Linked DNA regions of Capsicum annuum: region 2 is linked to region 1. Evidence: chromatin contacts called from public Hi-C data. All regions are on one chromosome and are shown on one strand. Each heading gives the region's core, a stretch centred on a gene start, on an enhancer-like site or on the middle of the called end of the contact. The rest is flanking DNA. Distances are from core to core; before and after follow the strand shown. Region 1 has its middle 9.2 kb from the start of LOC107866939. Region 2 holds the start of LOC107866942 (purple acid phosphatase 2).

Region 1 (3,513 bases), core at 299-2,798:
CAGTTTTTTGTAGTCAAGTGATGAGTACACATCAATAATAGGTAGAAAGCTACCTGCATTTGACAATATATAAACAACTACAACTAACCCCTGCTTCCGTGAAGTATTTAACATGTGACTTCAAGTTTGTGGACCTCAGCTTTTCCTGAGCATAGCTCCGTTTGCTTCTCTTGTATGTGTCATGGAGTAGCTAATATTATGTACACAGAAATGCCCTAATTCTTCCTTCTATCAATCTCGTGTTTGTGGTGGATTTGAATTGATATGACAAATAAGTGTAATAACTAGTAGCTTCCGTGACTTGCATTTTATATTTTAGAGACTGAAATGGCGTTTTAGAATCAATGAGGCCATTTTACTTGCCTTTTCTTTTTAAATTGATGGGTTAGACTTTAACAGATTAAAATATGTGGAGTGTATAAGTGGAAAGCTGCTTGTTGTTGGCTGTTTCTGCTTTAGTCCTTCACCATAATCCACCAAGACCCAAACATGAATGTTCAAATTACTTCAAATGATATGTATCTTCCAGTTACTCATGGTACTAACATAATTATTTGTCTAGATTACCTTTTAAGTGGCCTTACTTTTTGCAATGTCTGCATCTGCATGTTCTCTTACAAGGTTTTGTCATCACTTTAATTAGAGTGAAAATCCCAGCGATCTTAACCGACGCACGAAAACACTTTTGATCTTTCTGTAAATTCCAGGATCATGGTACGATTGTTAAACTATCTAGTTGATTCATTTGTGAAAAATTTCAATATGTAAACTTCTTAAGTAGAATGAAAAACCTGAATTCATGTTGAAGCCTGTCTTTTTCACCTTTTTTGTAAGGAAGCGTGTCTATTTACTTATCCCCACAAAAATCTTTAGTAGCTCTGTATAGTGAATAAAGTGAGCAGTGTAGTTTAAAGCATGTGTTGGAAGACTTAACTATTTGGATTCAATCTCTAAAATGCTAGATTTTTTTTTTTGATAAAGGTAATGTTGTATTCATCAGCATTGAGGATAATGCAGGAGACCTCCAAAAAATTGTTTCACAGCAAAAAACCAGAAAATAAAATAGATTACAGGTTTCCTATAAATTCTCTAATCTGTGAATCTTCTTCTAATCCTTCTACTTTACACCAGAAATAAAAGGTAGACATACATAACCATTTGACTTTATCAATTGGATTAGCCTTGTTTTCAAAGCACCTGTTGTTTCTTTCCTTCCAAATAGAACACCAAATGCATGATGGTATTATGTTCCACCACTTCTTTTGAGTTTTGCTCCCTCCTCTTCTGATCCAGCAACTAAGAAGGTCTGATGTATGTTCTGGCATGATCCATCTGTGTAACACCCAAAAATAGGTTCCACAATCTTGTTGGCACTCTGCAATGTAGAAACAGGTGGCTATAAGTCTCCTCTACCTCATTACATAGAGAACACCAAGATACAATCTGGAGACCTTTCTTTTTCAATCTCTTATGTGTAGAACAAGCCCTCCTGGCCACCAACCAAGAGAAACACTTTATCTTGGTTGGTATCTTGGTCTTCCAGATCTTCTTCCAGGGCCCTATCCTGCAACCTTGTAGCTCCTTCACTTCCCTGGTGTATAATCTATTAACTGAGAGCATCCCATCTCTATTGTGCCTCCATTTGATTGAGTCTTCCTCTTCTGATAGTTCTGTGCATCCATTCAAGACTTTAAGTAGCTCATTAACTTTTCCAATCTCCCAATCATTAAGGAATCTTCTGAAAGCTATGTTCCATCCCTGCTGTGACCGAACTTTAGCCTCTGTCTCTTCTGAGTTAGTTCTCAAGGAGAAAAGATCTGGAAACATTTCCATCAACGTCACATTTCCGATCCAATTCTCCTTCCAAAACAAGGTTTTAGTACCAGATCCCACCTTGTAAGCAATATTTCTGGATAGGTCAGGCCATAAATTCCTAGTTGTTCTCCACATCGAGACACCATAGGTGTTGTTCACTAAGTTGGAGCACCAATTCCCTTCCAAACCATATTTACATACTATCACCTCCCTCCACAAAACGTGTGTCTCAGTAGTGAACCTCCATAATCATTTTGAAAGAAGACTTTTGTTTTGTAATCTCAAATTTCTGATACCAAGGCCACCAGACTGCTTGTGTAACTTTACATTCTGCCATTTAACTAAGTGCAGGCCTTTTCCTTCTTTGTTTCCCAACCACAGAAAATCTCTTCTCAGCTTGTCAAGTCTATCTTCAACCTTAGCTGGGATGGGAAGTAAAGACATTACATAAGTAGGCAGTGATTCTAGTATTGAATTTATCAAGATTACTCTCCCCCCTAAAAATATTAGATTTTTATAAGGTCATTCTTTCATCTCACTTTTAGTTTATAAATTCTTTTACAATGGCACTAGTTAAAAATAGTCTTGATGCAAGTTCAGAAAGTGCTAATTGCATAGATGGATTTCAACTTGACAAAAAAAATGTGAAGTATTTCAAGAGAGTATGGAAAGCCAAGAATCAACATAATAGAACATTAACATGATATTTTAGGGTCCTTTTTAGTCATAATATAATGCACATTAAATCAAGGGAATTTATGTCTTTTCATATATTAGCTTACCCTAGAAGTAGAAATAGAATATGATGAGCATATTTTAGGTTAGACTACATTTTTAGATTGAACACTCTTTGATGAGTTTGTGGGTTTATCCCTTTGTCTCTACATTGGATCTCTCTTGAATATCTTTTGGTAAGATTATTCACGTATGAGTTCAATTCCATTCTCCTTTGAATTAATCATGTAATTGTTTGTTCAAATTAGAGAGTCACAAATCAACATTTGTTCATCTCTAATTTACTTCAATTGTGGGATTATTCTTTCTTTCTTACTTATCTCTTCTTAATTTCTTGATTATCTCTTGAATCTCTATATCTTGTAACTCGTTTTACATCAAGTCTGGAGAGTTGAATTTAGTGTTTGAACTCAAATTTGATATAGATGTATGTGCATTTGGCTGGATAATACAAATTTTTGGTATCTATCGCTTTTTGGCTTGAGTTGAGAGATCTTGAATTCCCGTGAGTTCTACCATGTAATGTCTGCAGATGTTGTCTGGAGAAACTCATTAACAAACATTGATTAAGATCTGCTCTCCTGTTGTTGTTTTGCTTTTGAGGTATTACTTATTTGGTGGTATATGTGTGTTGCACGTGTGCGTGTACAGTATAAAATGTATTTCATGTGGATAATTTTCGCGGAGCAAATTGAATTTTGTACTACAGGGATGTCATGTTTATAATTATGGCGGAAAATTGGCGGGAAGATGCTATGTTCAGTTAAACTGTGGAGTTGCGCATCATCTTGTGATGTTACTATTCTTTCCTTTCCTCTTTTTTCTTGTGTCAGGTGGGAGAGAAGACATTAAATGGAAGGAGAGTTTTGCATGTTAAGCTAGGTAATTGTGTTTAATCTGTGCAATGCTGTGGGTAGGTTTCGGCTGGGGGAGTTCGCAAAAATTTTGTGAAAATATTGGATA
Region 2 (3,513 bases), core at 660-3,159, 74 kb after region 1:
AAATATATCATGAGCTCAAAAAAATGTATCTCGGCCTTATTAACATAAGGACAAAAAATTTCTGTAAAACAATAATCAACCAAACGTTAGATACAAAATAAAATTAACGTACAAATAATTAGCAACAACTGATACATAAAAAACATAACATACCTTTTCTTGTCCGATCTGTTGGCATATAAATTGAATGCAGTGATAATTAGTGGATCCGTCCCAAAACCACGCTCAGTTTTCTTAATTCCGACATACAGCTTCACACTCATTTCACTACGAATCAACAACGGACAAACATTTTCTTCAACAATGTAACGAGCCTCAATTTTTTTTGGGTTTCATCGATTTCCAGTTCATCGGCAATTGTCAAAATCAGTTTTTTCGTAAGTTACATGTTCACTGACCACGATTCCATCTCTCTTATAGCCCATATAGTTGATTTCGTTAACCCAAACAATGGAATGACGTAACAGCACATAAATATTCATTTCAAATACACAAATAAATTAATAAAAATGGTCGTATGAATTTCTTGAACAAGTCGTATAAAGTTTTTGCAGTTTCAAAACAGATTATGGAAAGGTTTTTCTTTAGAATGGTGGAATAACAAATTAATTACCATAAATCGTGGGATTTTATTTTGTTTTTACCATAAATAGTTGGCTTAATTGTTGTTTTAATGCAAAATTATCTGTTACCTCCCTTAAAACGTGCCAGTTTGTCTAATTAAAATATGAATCCGTGGTATGTATCTAAGTTAATTAACATGTATCATCAAAGGTCAAAAGTTGGGATTTTATGAGATTTTGGAAATAGTTGAGATTTTTAGTAAATACTAGTAAACATGTCGTTATATATGTAATTTTTACATTGAAAATATTAGAGATAATACTCAATTACCCCCCTGAACTATACCCAAAAAGGCTATGACTCATCTCAACTTAAAGGAGGTCCTATTACCCCCTGAACTAATTAAAAGTGTAATTTTGATACCCTTAGTGCCTACGTGGTACATACGTGGTACAACACACTGAAGTGTCCACGTAGGCACACGTGTGTGTCACGTATGTGCCACGTAGGCACTAAGGGTGTCAAAATTATACTTTTAATTAGTTCAGGGAGTAATAGGACCACCTTTAAGTTGAGATATGTCATAACCTTTTTTGGTATAGTTCATGAGGTAATTGGATGTTTTCTCAAAATACTATGATGATTTGCGAGGTATTATAAGCATAGTGATTATTGATAGAATTCCGAAAGAATTAATTCTTTGAAAGGCCCATTTTTTTCTTGAGCCCAAAGGTATGGGAAACAAATTGGGCTAGATCCATAGTATAATTGGTTTGAAAAAAGTGAATTGGGCTAAACTCATTTTGGTATTTCAAGCGCACAATTAAGTAGCCGTTTAGTCATGAGTAATTTTTTACTTTTTTTTTGAAAAATATTTTATTTTAGTGAAAAAAATAAAAATTATGGTGTTTGCTTTTTTCACTCATACTTCTCTTTTAAAATTTCAAAAATAACTTTAATTTATATTCATGGTCAAACACAACTCCAACTTCAACTCTAACTCCAAAAAATTATGATTTTCATGGTCAAACGGGGTCTAAGAGTATAATGATCAATGCATGTAATTTACAGCTCAAAGTCAGATATAGTATAATTTTCTTTTTGATGATAAAATGAAGTCTACATTATTATAAACCACAGTAGAAACTATTAGTATCAAACATAACTTTATATAACTAGAATATTAAAATAACGTCCAAATAAATGAAATTGTTTAACTCACTAAGATTATGTAGTTTAAATGGCGGCATTTCATCAGCAGATATTCCTAAGGAATAATGAATATTCTTTCCACCTCTTTACATCATAGAGATGTCTATCTATCTATCACTATAATAAGTAAAATACAAAATGTGGACATTTTTGCCTATACGTGGAGCTTCATTTAATTTCAACTAAGACCATAAACATAACCAAACAAGTCTATAAATATATAAAAAAAATTTAAAAAAAGAAAAACATAAAGCAAGAAGCTGTTTGAGCTTTAATTCAAATCAAAGAAATGGTTGAGCAGAGTGTTTATTCTGGATTTCTATGTTTACTAATAGGCTTAATTTTGATTACCAAAATTCAGTTGTGTGTGGGTGGAATAACTAGTGATTATGTGAGAAATTATAATTCTAATGTTGATATGCCATTGGACAGTGATGTATTTCAAGTGCCACATGGTTACAATGCTCCCCAGCAGGTTCTAATGTTTTCTCTTCAACTACTAACTTACGTGTTCGATCAAACCTAGTAATTTTAGCTCAAATTATGTATTTATCTTACGAAATTTATTGAATATGTATAATTAGAATTAAGTAACTTTAAAGGACTAGAATTTCGAACTCATAAACTTTAAATTTTGGATCTGCTTCTATATATGAGCTTAGGAAAGTATAATCCGAGGTTAAGTTGACTTTACTGTAGAAAAAGTTCTAATTAATGTAGAATTGAAGAGTTATGATTGATTCATTGGTTATTATTTCTAAGTTTCTGTCTTTTTAGTTCCTTACTGAAAAATGATTTTTTATTTGGTTAATTGTTCCTTGTCAAACAATCGACTTTGTGGAGGGATCTTCCCAACCTTTTAATTATTGAACTATGTTTTAAAATCATAATAGTGGAATGATTCTGCTTCGCTATGCTGTTCGGACTCTTTAAAAATGTTGTCGCACTGGTGTCTTTTGGAGGATTCAACAAGCGCCTGTCAACCATTTTGAAAAGTTCGAGCAATATAGCTATTTAGGCTTCAAGATGCTATAACATAGGTGTTGGGGTTCATTACATTCATGGATTGAGCATGCTTACTTATCTGTTGTCATTTATAGTTGATGTTCTTGCTGTTGCTTTACTTTGGTGCCAACTTGTGTATTTCGGTTTAGCTCATCCGATGAAATGAATGTGGATCTTGAAGGTCTACATAACACAAGGTGATCATGATGGAAAGGGTGTGATCGTTTCTTGGACTACACCTAATGAACCGGGCGCAAATACAGTCCTCTATTGGACCGAAAATAGTTGTGTGAAGAGCTCTGCTGAGGGCTTTGTTGTTCGCTACAAGTACTGCAATTACACGTCTGGATATATTCATCACTGTACCATCAACGATCTGGAGGTACAATGTAATTCTATATGAGCTTGTTGTCTGTCGCTTCTGTATTGAACGATTAGAAATGCTTAAGATAACTATATTCTTGATCTTGTTGCAGTTTGATACAAAGTACTATTATGAAGTGGGCTTAGGAAATACAACCAGACAGTTTTGGTTTGTAACTCCTCCAAAGCCTGGACCCTATGTTCCTTATACATTCGGTCTCATTGGTAATGTTCTATCAAGCCGCTTCAATTTTTAGCACCCAGTTTCCTCGATATGATGATGTCATGTACTTTTTCTTTAAGACCGAGTGCTTGGACTTACATTCGTTTAGACTTTTTAGACTCGTGCTGTTTATTGAGCAGGGGATC

Evidence for each region. Hi-C and Micro-C count contacts between places; a contact is called where the count stands out from the background.
Region 2: a Hi-C map of leaf shows a contact between it and region 1, with 2.7 times the contacts expected there. The contact joins the promoter of LOC107866942 here to the enhancer-like site in region 1. A contact is called at or near these places in 2 of 5 Hi-C or Micro-C datasets (leaf and placenta).

Annotation. Positions count from the first base shown.
Region 1 is chr4:226,569,318-226,572,830 of UCD10Xv1.1, forward strand. No RefSeq gene overlaps it. Among protein-coding and RNA genes, the nearest start is that of LOC107866939, 9.2 kb to the left of the region's middle. Within about 2 kb of position 1,549, at least 2 of the 5 cell types and tissues checked have an H3K27ac peak or open chromatin away from gene starts, as enhancers often do. A contact at or near this core is called in leaf, where this site is marked.
Region 2 is chr4:226,643,161-226,646,673 of UCD10Xv1.1, forward strand. LOC107866942 (purple acid phosphatase 2) reads left to right here and starts at 1,910. Exons shown (of 8, transcript XM_016712990.2): 1 at 1,910-2,251; 2 at 2,963-3,163; 3 at 3,258-3,369; 4 at 3,508-3,513. The coding sequence starts at 2,066.